2 separate regions of the Sus scrofa genome follow, and region 2 is linked to region 1. A link is a contact called in public Hi-C data. All regions are on one chromosome and are shown on one strand. Each heading gives the region's core, a stretch centred on a gene start, on an enhancer-like site or on the middle of the called end of the contact. The rest is flanking DNA. Distances are from core to core; before and after follow the strand shown.

Evidence for each region. Hi-C and Micro-C count contacts between places; a contact is called where the count stands out from the background.
Region 2: a contact with region 1 is called in a Hi-C map of skeletal muscle, with 3 times the contacts expected there. The contact joins the promoter of DSTN here to the promoter of RRBP1 in region 1. A contact is called at or near these places in 1 of 5 promoter capture datasets (liver) and 5 of 47 Hi-C or Micro-C datasets (embryonic fibroblasts, heart right ventricle, liver and 1 more).

What each region holds. Positions count from the first base shown.
Region 1 is chr17:26,117,914-26,123,959 of Sscrofa11.1, reverse strand. RRBP1 (ribosome-binding protein 1) reads left to right here and starts at 3,706. Exons shown (of 24, transcript XM_021078037.1): 1 at 3,706-4,002.
Region 2 is chr17:25,996,443-26,002,439 of Sscrofa11.1, reverse strand. DSTN (destrin, actin depolymerizing factor) reads right to left here and starts at 3,610. Exons shown (of 4, transcript NM_001004031.1): 1 at 3,555-3,610. The coding sequence starts at 3,557.

The DNA.
Region 1 (6,046 bases), core at 2,457-4,956:
AACAGCTCACAAATGTTTCTATGCATATTTTCAAAAATCATTATTTCCAAACATTCAATCAAATATGCACAAACTCACTGCAGCAAATATGACACTTAAAGATTTAAAATGATAACTAGATACTATTAGCATTTCCAAAAATTCTTATGAAGATCCATCAGATGCTTTCTTTTTTGTTGGCTTGTTTTTTAAAACTTTTTTTATTATAGTTGATTTGCAATGTTGTGTCAATTTCTGCTGTACAGCAAAATGACCCAGTTATATATACATTCTTTTTCTCATCTCTCGTCCTTCCTTCTTGAGCTGCACTCCCACAGCCATCTTTCTGTTCCCTGAACCAGCTGCTAAGCTCCTCCTCACCCCAGGACTTTGTCCCTTATTCTTCCTTCTTTTCAGAAGATCAGTTTCTTTTCATCGTTTGTGTCAACTCAACCATCACCTCCCCAGAGAGGTTTTCTATGATCATCTTCTTCTACCCACTGCCCTCCCCATTCCCAAATCCCTGTCCCTCTTCATCACATCAGCCTCTTCTCTTTCCTTGTAGCCCTTGGCACAATTTTGATTCACTTTGCTTATTTATTGGTTGATCGGTCTACTGTCTTCTCCCCATTAGACTGTGGCCTCCATGAAAGGAAACCCTTTGCCTTGTTTATGGCTATCTCCCCATCACCTAGTGACTGACAGTACCTGCATGGTAGGTACTGAGTTGATTCATTTGTTGGAGGAATAGGTGCACCCTGCTTCCACTCCCCTCCTTGCACTTCCCACTGCACCATTCTCTTCTCAGCTCTCTGCACTTCAGTGGCCACCTTTTCACCTGCTCCCCCGCAAAAAACCCCTGTTTCCCGAAAGTCCTTGGTGATATCTGAGTGGCCATGTTTAACACATAATCCAGTCTTCTTCTTGCTGGGTTTCCAGGCTGCCTTTAACAGTGTTCGACATTCTTTTTCTTTCTTTCTTTTTTTTTTTTTTTTTCATTTTTAGGGCTGCACCTGGGCATATGAAGTTCCCAGGCTAGGTGCTGAATCGGAGCTGCAGCTGGAGTCCACACCACAGCCACGGCAATGCCGGATCCAAGTCACACCTGCAACTTACACTGCAGCTTGCAGCAAGGCCAGATCCTTAACCCACTGAGCAAGGTCAGGGATCAAACCTGCATGGATACTAGTCAGGTTCTTAACCTTCTGAACCATGATGGGAAACTCCAAACAGTATTCACCATTCTTTACTTCTTGAAATTCTCTCCTCTCCATGAACCCGTCCTCTATTTACCTTATCCACCTGTCTTTCTTGGACTCAGTGGTAGATTGCATCAGTGGTGCCATTTCTTCATCCCTGTCCATACTTCTTCTCCCCTTGAATCTGGGCCTATCCATGTGACATGCTTTGATCAATAGAATGAGGTAGAAGCAACCCCAGTCCTAAGCCTTTGAGAGAACTTGTATATTTCTGCTTGTTTTCTTTTGTTTCAACCACCACCCTGAGAAGTAAATGCCCCTTCTAGTTCCTATCCTCAAAGAAAGGAGTGAGCTAAGTTGCAACCTATGACAGCAGTGCCAGATCCTTTAATCCACTGTGCTAGGCTGGGGATCAAACCAGTGTCCTGGCGCTGCAGAGACATCACTGATCCTGCTGCACCACAGTGGGAACTCTGTGGCACTGTGCTCTATCTGCTTCTTCCCATCCCGCTTTTCTACCAATGTTTCCTGTGATCACCCCCCAAATTATCAGGATCTGCTTGCATCCAAACATACATGGTCAGAATCTGCTTCTGGGAAAACCTAAATAGTGTGAATAAGATGAAGGGGGTCTCTGCCCACAACAAGGCCTCCAAGGGCTGTTGGGTCTTTACTAGGTCTGTGTATCACTTCCAGCTGCTTGCCCAACCTGGCAGTGAATTCTAGGCACTCAACAAACACAGGTGAATGAATGAAAGAATGAATGAATGAATGAATGAATCTCCTCTCTAAAATGCAGAGAGTGGAACAATTGTCCTAAAAGAGTACACCCGAGTTCAGAAAGGTTAACTGGTTTACCCATGATCAATTAGAACTAGCTGGTAACATATGCCAGCCAGAAACTGGGATTCTTCGTCTTTTTTTTTTTTTTTTTTCATTTTAAGGCCACACCCACAGCCTATGGAAGTTCCTGGCTTTGCTAGGGAGGGGTCAAATCAGATCTGCAGCTGTCAGCCTCTACCACAGCCACAGCAACTTAGGATCCAAGCTGCAGCTGTGACCTATACCAGAGCTTGCAGTAATGCCAGATCCTTAACCCACTGAACAAGGCCAGGGATCAAACCCACATCTTTGCAGATACTAGGCGGATTCTTAACCCGCTGAGCGACAACAAGAACTCCAAAACTGGGATTCTTGACTTTCATGTCAAGCTGGGGCTCACCACTGGAAAAAGACTGAATGTCAAAAGCTAACCCAGGTTAATTCCTATTGATTAATCATTAATGTGCTAGGGAACTGCTGAGATTAAAAATAGGAATGAATGGTTAATTTCAACTCAGCTGCTCTTTATTTCCTCATGATGACTTATTTCCACATCTTTCCAACAACTTGTTCAAAGGGGAAGGGGGTACGGGAAATTGTCTAAGAAACAGATATTAGGAAGAGGTTCTGCAGCCAGGGGGTTGGGGAGAAGTGGTATGGAGCAGATTAGCTGGCAGCCGCCCTTTGGCCTCTCAGAAAACCTTAATTTCAAAGAAACTGGTTTTGGCTCAATGTTCAGAGTTAGCTTTAAGAGACACTGAGAGAATGGTTAAAAAGCAGGCCTAAAATTATCTTAATTGAAAGTCTTATTTGGTTATGAAGAGTGTTGGCTTACTTGGGTGGAAGGGGGGGAGGAAGTCTTGTAACGAAGTACCATTTGCTCAGTTTTCTGGGAAGTGGGTGAGTTTATCTGGGTCAGGCCCTTTCACCCTCTCCATTGCAAAGAGTAAAACGCCCTAAATAGAATTGCAATTATTGTTCTGCCAGCTGTGGTTTGGACGAGTAACTCAGACTGTGCCTCAGTTGTACCCTCCCTAAAAATGGGTGCACTGACGTTCACCTCCATTCTTTGTGCACCATCTGGCCTTTCCGCCCCCGATTCCTCCATTTACTCAGGAAAATTCCTTCTGGTGCTGACTGAAATATCTTTGAAGATAGCGACGTGCCCTCTCGGGACTGACCGCCAGCAGAACTTGTCCTCACATCCAGGGCCCGGAGGGGGCGCTGCTGCGGGGGCAGTTAGCTGGTTTTAAATAAAGCATTTCTCGCGGCTGTTCCTGTGTTGCGCAACCCTGCTCAGGGTGACACCCACCGCCACCTCAGCCTGGAGGGGTTCAGGGGCGCAGGCGCAGCGCCGCCGGGATTCGAACCTTCCGGGTCCAGCTGGGTCAGAGCCGGCCCCCTGACAGTGACTGCAAGCAGGGCCGAGGGCCCGGAGTGGGCGGGGCCGGCCGGCGCCCCCTCCCCCTTTTGGCTGGGCGTTCCGGCCCCGCCCCGCCCCCGCGCCGGCCCGAGCGTCGCGCCGCTCGGCTCCGCCCCTCCATGGCCCCGCCCCCGCGACTCCCCGCAGCTCCTCCCCTCTCCCATTGGCCGAGGCGGAGACCCTCCTCTCCGCCCAATGGCCGCCGCAGCGTCTCGGCTTCCCGCGTTCTGACTGGCCAGCGACAGGCAGAGTGGCGGGGCGCGGACCAATGGGGAGAGGCGACTCGATGAATGGCTGGCCCGGGTGGGGAAGGCAGGAGGCGGCGATCCTGGCGGAGGGGGCCGTTCGCCAGCTCCGAGGCAGAAAGTGCCACGACTCCACACGCGCGCACGCAGCCAGCGAGCGGCCGGAGCGGACGGCAGACGGGGCGGGCGGCGTCGAGGTCGCGGCGCCTGCAGCTGCTCGGAAGCGGCTTTTCGGCGGAGGCTCAGCCGTCTCCTCTTTCCCGGTTTCGCGGCGGCGGCGGCGGCGGCGGCGGCTCCTGCCCTCTCGCTCTCCCTCCCGCGTCTCCCGCTGCAGGTAAGAAACTTGGCCCGGCCCTGCAGCAGTAGCTGCGGCTCGCGGGCTGGGCCGTCGGGGCGCCGAGGCTGGGGCCGGGGCCGGCCGCGCCGCGAGTGACACGTCTCCTTGGCGGCCCCTCCCCCGGCGGCGCCGCCCGCCGTCGCTATGGCCGTGGACCCTCGGGGTTGGGACAGGCCTGGGGGGGGGGGCGTGTGCTGAACCGAACCCCGTGCAGGGGCGTCGGCCGAACGCGTCCGCAGTGTGGACCCCACGCCCCTCGCCGTCGGCTGGACCTGCGGCGGCCCCGCTGCGCGACGTGGCCACCCCTCCTTCCCCGCCGGGCCGTCGGGCCGGCTGGCGCGCACCGAAGTTGGGTGAAGAAAGTTGGCGGCGGGGCGGGGCGGCCCACAGCTGGCGAAGGAAGGGGTTAAGTTTCGGGAAGCGGCCGGATGACGTTGCCGGGCTGGAGTCCGGGCTGGAGGGGGTGGGGGGGCGGGCGGAAGGCGGCGGAGGCCGGCCGGGGGGAGGGGGCGGGATTGAATGGGGGCCCCCGCCGGGTGAGAGCGCTTGGCTGCAGGCTGCGACCCGGGGGCGCGGCGGGGTCCGGGCGGCCCCGACGGGGCGGGCAGGGGACTTAGGGCTGCGGGGGACGCCGTGCGGGGACCGGGACGGTCCAGGTCCGGACGCCCGGCGGCCGCGGTGGCAACTTCCCGAAGTGCTGGAGGCGTCTCCCTGCTCCCCCTGGCGGTGGGGCCGGGGGCGCCTTTTCCCCGGCCGGGCTGCGCGAACCCAGGCGCGAGGGCTCCCGGCGCGGGGACTGGGGCACCCCGAGCCATTCCTGGCCCGCCCCTTCGCGCCACGATGAATGGACTTGCGGTGCCAGGCCCAGGCGGAAGCGGCATCTCCGGCCCGGCCGGCCAAGCACGCTGGCACCCGGCCTGGCGCCCGCCCAGGGCCGCCAGGCTCCCTGGCCGCGCCCTGGGCAGGGGAAGGCGGGATGGGGTCTGCGCTTCCAGTGAAGCATCTGGGAAGCCTTGGGGACCTCTCCCCAGATTATAGGTCGCAAATGGTAGCTCGCTGTGGTGTCAGGGTTAAAGGGAATGCGCCTCTGAAAGCCTAGCACCTTTGAGAGTGACCTCGGCCAAGCTCTTTCACTACAGTGTCCACTTCCACGTGTGAAAAACGGGACTGCCTATCTTTTCTATTTGAGAGAAAAGCTGTGACAACCCAGCACATGTAGGGAGTAGTCAACAAGTGTTGGCTGTTACTGCTGGATGAGTTTCTAGGGGTTTGGGGGGCTGGGGAGTTAAGTGGGCTCCGGGTTGTGCTCCAGCCTGCTTGCTGCAGACTTCAGGCTTGCCACGTCTCAGGGTCTGGATTCCACCCTCATACCACGCTTACAGACCCTCTGCTCAGCTTTCTTAACCTCTCTGAACCTGGATTTCCTTATCTGTAGCCTGGAGATAGACTCACCCACTCACAGTAGGGTCGGGAAGCCCCCCAGGTAAGTGCTGGGAAAAACTGGGACGTTGTGCAAACACTAGGCACTTTGGCAATAATTCCTGGAGGTCAGAGGTCAGCAGAGACTAGGAAGCACTGGGGAAATGAAACTTTAAAGGTTCTGGGGAGCCTCCCAGGTCACTGTTTGCCTGGTGTGCTGGAACCATCAGAGCAGGGGCGTCTGGATGGCTTTTCTGGAGTTTGGGGAAGTGGACCCAGTGGGGCCTCAGGCCCCAGGCCAGAGATCTTCCTGACTCTGGGTATTGAGTGTCCAGCACCTCCAGGCAGGAGAGCTGCCTGTTTTACAGCAGCCCTGCGTGGTCTATCAGGGAACACTCTGCCTTCGCCCGGACACTTTCCTCTGTGCTTGGTCGGTCATCTTAACTTGCCGTTAATCTGACACCGGCAAAGGCTTGGTGATCCTGCAGTGTCTCAATTCCTTTATGAACTCTGCAAAGGTCAGCCCCACTCTAGGCTGCCAACTTGTTTCCCTTCCAGAAAGAAGCTTCCGGTTCTGAGGTCCTGGGGATGCCACTTCCCTCTCTGTGAGCAGAGGACGAAA
Region 2 (5,997 bases), core at 2,361-4,860, 120 kb after region 1:
TAGGCCACTACGCTTTGTCTTTGACACAGGAGTAGTTACTTCTGGGAAGGAAAGGGAATGGGATGTCCAAGACACATGTTTAGCTGTAATGGTAACATAAAAACCTGAAATACGGCCAAAAGTTGACCTTTCTTTTTTTTTTTTTTTTTGTCTTTTGTCCTTTTAGGGCCACACCCATGGCATACGGAGGTTCCCAGGCTAGGGGTCTAATTGGAGCTATGCCAGAGCCACAGCAACGCCAGATCTGAGCCACCTCTGCAACCTACACCACAGCTCACGGCAACGCCAGATCCTTAACCCAATGAGCAAGGCCAGGGATCGAACCCGCAACCTCACTGTTCCTAGTTGGATTGTTAACCACTGAACCACGATGGGAACTCCACTTTTCTTTTTTTTTTTTTTTTTGTACAAAGGTACCCGTTATTCTTTGCACCTTCCTGCTCAAAATGTTTCAAAATTAATTTTTAAATTATTTGAAAACCTGATGTAGAGTCAGAAGAGGTCACAAGTCAATTGATCCTTTACAGACTTTTCTGTTGCATTAAATAGGCACAGGAAGACATATCCAACCTATTCCACTAGATGGTTTTAAGTGTTTTTGCTAATCATCAAGTGGTAGAATATATTCATAATTCAGTCTAAGCCAATAGGTCAGCTTGTTAGAGCTGAGTTCTGATTAGGGTAAGGTTAAGGGTTAGATTACCTTGTAGACCTTTACTGTTTCAGGGTCAAGACTACACTCAGACTTCCCAGACAGCCATGTAACTGTACTGCACATGCATATACACTGGTTACAAGAGGAGCTAGTCCAGTCTCCCATGATATCTCAATCCATACCCAACAGGAAGGACTCCTGAGCAGATAAGCCCAGGAACTCAAAAGTGGGCTGGTACATAATCTTTCAATGAGGAAGCTATAACACCCAGTACACACAAACACCAAAGTTTTGTTCGGAGTGTGTAGATGGGGGAGAGGAGGCTTGCTTTGGCAGCAGCTGGGGGGGGGGGGGGAACCACACACACACACACACACACACACGTGACACTAAAATGAGACTTTGAAAGTGGTTCAGGTCCCTACTTTGGCCTAGCCTAGGAACTTCCACATGCCACAGGCAGGGGAAAAAAAAGGGGCTCAGGGTGATTGTTTGAGTTGGTGTGAAACTGCCTTATTCCCAAGTGCTTCTAGAAGACTTGGTGAGTACCAGAAAGTGATTTCCTTCATGTAAAACAAACCCATCAGCGGTTAAAATTTAATTAAAAAAAAAAAACTTGGCGAGTTTCCATTGTGGCTTGGCCTGTTAAGAATCCAACATAGTCTCCTGGAGGATACGGGTTCCATCCTTGGCCCCGATCAGCGGGTTAAGGATCCTGTGTTGCCCGCAAGCTGCATGGTAAGATGCCGATGCAGCTCGGATCCCCCATGGCTGTGGCGCGGGCCAGCAGCTGAAGCTCAGATACAACCCCTAGCCCAGCAACTTCCATATGCCACAGGTGTGGTTGGAAAAAGGAGGAAAAACAACAACTTCGAAATTTAGAACCAAGCATCTAACAGATCTAAACAGTTTCAAATACAGAGGTGAAGTGCTAAAATCTGGGATAATAAGGGAACTCTTTACAATATTTCCCACCAGCTGGACTGAAGGGAGATGCTGTGCCCAGAAAGTTACAAGAGTAACTTTTTTAAATGATCAGTCTATATTCCGAACTCTCTTTCCTTGCAAACATACAAACAAGAATAACCTGTAAGGTCTTCTTGGCCTCCCTAAGGAGGTCAAGTTTGAAATGAATTTGGAATCCAGCCACCTTGATTTTTTTTTTAATCATATGGCCACACCTGCAGCATATGAAAGTTCCCAGGTAAGGGACTGAATCCAAGCCACAGACGCAACTGCCAGATCTTTAACCCACTGTGCCAGGTGGGGTATCAAACCCACACCTCCTCAGCCACCCAAGCCGCTGAAGTTGGATTCTTAACCCACTGTGCCAGGGAAGGAACTCTTTTAATTTTTATTTCTCCTCTTTCCAAACCATAAATTTAAAAAAAAAGACTTTTTTATTTTAATGTGTAGAAATAAGGAAATTAGGCTTTAAACTTGAACTTTAAAGTAAAAAGACTCTGTCCTATTTTCAAACAGAAAATAAAATTATATCAAATTAGAAGGCATGCTCCAACCTGATTCATGAGCGTTCATAAGCGTGGCTGGTTTTAAATATATGAGAACCCCAAATCCTTAGATTAAGTCTTTCAATGTAAGGCAATAATACAAAGTAGTATAATCTTAAATTTTAAGTCTTAAAGTGCTGATCCTCTATGTAGCTTACAGAATTAAATTAAGGAAAAATCAAAAACTGAAAAATACATTCCGGCTACGTATCCTCAAGTCATCAAGAAACCACTGAAGACTAGAAAAACTAATTTCTTTTTCTTCCACTAATGAGCCAATCTGCATAGCCATGAAAGGTGCAATTTCTTAAGAAAACCAAAACTGTTTTCCAGTGATAACATTTTTAATGCAGATACACTGGTACCAACTGCTTTCAGGCAGATAGATGCAGTAACAGTGTAATATTTCTAGCAATGTGGTAAGCCTTTGCCTGCAAATCATTGACCAAAAATGGTAACAACGTGTGCAGACTAAAGAAAATAACAAAATGTTCTACTTGTTCATCCAGTTAAGAACAGTTTTACAGCAAATTAGAGTGAGTTTGGAAGGGGAAATACGTAAATTAAGCAGTCTCCAACGCCTAGAATATACGGAACATCTGTTCACGTTTTAGTGACTCGGATGATTTAATGGACTTTAAAAAGCTTTTTCATTCACTCTTATTAGCATCACCAGCATCATGCCCACACCTTGCACGCTAAGGTTTGGCAGAGCAAAACTGTTTACGGTTTAAAGAAAATTTCTGACCGTACGTGGAGAAACCGGACAGTCAGGGGTTAAAAGAGCCACTGCCTAGCTTGACAAGTACGACGAGAGTGCTGCTGGAAGCTGACTGCCAGACGCGACAAACAAAGCGACCGCGAGGCCGCCCCCCCCACACACACACACCCCGATCCTCATCTTGCCTGGGTCAGGATCGTAGATGATCATTCCGCCCCCCAGGGTTGCTCAATCCAGCATCTCCTTAACGAGGTACAAAAACCTCACCGGTCGAAACTCGTAAGAGTCATGACCGCCTCCGCGCCCAGCTTCGACGAAACCGGCGCTAATCAGGCCCGCGCCGGACTCCGACGCCCCCACCCCGGGAGGTCAGGCCCCGGGTCGAAGTCGCTGTGGGGCGGCGGGGCGGTGGCGCGCGCTCGACCCCGGCCAGTCTACCAAGGCCCGGGCGAAAGGCACCGCCGAGGCGACGCTCACGGCGGCACCGAGCGACGCATTTGCCGGGGGGCCGCCCCGGGGCGCGGGGGCCCAGCAAGTCCGCGGGCGGTGGGAGCCCGAGACCCTGCCCCCGGGAGGCTGCAGCCCAGCCCGGATCCTTCCCCCTCCGTCCCGACCCCCGCGGCGCCACAGCCGCGTCAGCCAACGTCTCGGGCTCCCGCCTGCTCACCATGTTCGCCTCGGCGGTCGCAGAAGCGCGGGAGACCGAGCCGGCCGGAGCCGAGTCTACCGAGTGTTCACCTCACAGCAGCTGGTCCGAGGTATCGAGCCGCGAGGCGACGCGGGGCGTGAGCCTACCAGGGGGCGGGAGCGCGGGCGCGCCTCGGGCCCTAACGCGGCTGCGCACGTCACACGCTGCCCACCGTTGCTACGCAACCGGCCGGCCTAGCAACGCTCTGCCCAGGCGGCCCTTCAGACGCCTGGCCGGCGGGATCTTCTTCACCTTCTGGAGACTGAAGGACTAGGTACCCCTCATCATCTCGTGTCCGTGGGGGCGGAGGTGAGGCCCTCCTTCAACTGCAAGGGAAGAGGAGGCGGAGCTTGGACTGGCGCCTGCGGGCGAGGGTCCGGGGCGGAGCCATGTGGCACCCCGCCCACTGCACCGCCGTTGCCCTTACATGGAAGTAGCCACCTGGCCCAACAGGTGTGCGCCGCCGCTAGGGGCGGGCCTGGGAGGGCGCGGGACGGCGTGGCGTGGGGGGGAGAGGGTTGGGGGTAAAGGGTGGGCGGGGCCCGCGACGGAGAAGACCGGAGGGAGGACCCTCGGGATCCCTAGCGCGGGCGGTCTTGAAGGGCACGCGTCCCGCATTTTTTACCTACTTTGGTGCGATTCCCGCTATCCTCCCCTGATTGGCCCAGCCCGGAACGTCGGGTCCTCGGGAGAGGGGAAAAATCTGCACATTTTTCCTCCTTCCCGAGGCGACTGTGGCCGTTCAAAGTGCTCTGTGAGTCACTGCTAATTTCAGGTCTGGAAAAAAACAAGGAGTGATTTATTTATCTTTGGGTACAGCCCGGGGAAGGAGGCCCTGCAGATCGCAGGGGTGTGGCTGGGAAACGGCGGAGTTGCCTTGGGATGGTGGCGCCAGCCCCGCTGCTACGTTTGGGTTTTGTTTTTTTTTTTTTTTTTAATTTGGGATTGCGTTTTTTTAATGGGCGGTTGCATCAGAAACACAATTTTCGGAGAGCCAAAAGGAATCCCAGTGTTTTTTTCGGAGGGGGTTTTGTGGGGAATAAAGGAAACAAAGAATTTACAGTCAGGATGATTACTTTTAAGTTTTATTTAATTTAGGCTACCGAAAACATCACGGGCTCTACTAAAACTATTTTAATTCTCCCAGTGTGAGGCTTTTGGACAAGATGGTCAACATGTTTTTTGTTTTTTTCTGAGCACTGTATAAAATCTATATTGCCTGTGACTATTATTTTGGCCATTCAACGTAGAAGCTGATTTCTCATTACTCTTCTGTTTTTTGTTTGTTTTTTCTTTTTTATAAGAGAGTAGGTTATGGTGATTCTAAACCTTCACCACCTGCTTCAAGATATTCGGCAGGCTAGAGCAGTGGTTTTCAACTTGAAAGAGAACTTAAAGTCAGATAGATCTGGCTGCCCCACCCCCCAGAGTTTCTGACCGAATTTCTGAGATGAGACTACATTTCTAACAATTCCCAGGTGATGCTAATGTCACACTTTGAAAAGAAAGAACCCATCTGTATGCTGCTACAGCTGGAGCAGCCCTTTGTTTCTCTGTCTGCCTAGGACTCTATGCCAGCCTCCATGTCTAAGTCCTTGAAGGCCTCCTTTCTAGTCCAAGACTGAACTGTGCTTATTTAAGGACACAATTCTGACCTGTTGCAGCCTCTCTTCTGCATTTCTTCCTCCACCCTGCCACCAGAGTTATGTCCAAACATAAGAATCTGGAGTTCCTTAGTGGCTCCGCAGATCAAGGATTCAGCATTGTCACTATTGTGTCATGGGTTCTATCCCTGGCCCAGGAACTTCTGCATGCTGTAGGCATGGCGAAAACATAAGAATCTGATCCTGTTGCTTTGCTGCTTAAAATTTTCTCTGGCTTCCTCCAGAATTCTCAGCAGGTCAGTCTGGCTCTTCTGCCTCTGTCCTCTGCCTACCTTCTCTGTCCTGCCTCTCACGTCTTTCAAAGTTCCCAGTTACCTTCCAGAACCCTTTCTGTTCTAACTGCCATGATCATGGGCCTGCTGTTCTCTGAGCCTGCAGTGTTCCTATCACCCCAACAGTCTGGAGACCTCTGACCCCTTCCCAAGGCTCAACAGTGGGTCCTTCTATAGTCCCACAGTTCATCAAATCTCAATAAGCATTCAGACCACCTGAGGATCTTGTTAAAATGCAAATTTAAGGGTTTAGAAGTGCATGGTGAGGTCTTATGTTTTGCCCTACAATTAGTTCAGCTGCAATCTATTTATACATTTGCTGCTACCACCACCACCGGTGTAGACTGAGAATTCCTTGAGGTCAAAGTGTATTTAGGATGCATCTTATAGGGCCTGGCATAGCCCCTTTTGTACAGTAGGTGTTTAATACGTGTTTGTTCAGTAAGTGAAGTATCTGAAGATATTTTACAATTCATCAAGCCAACA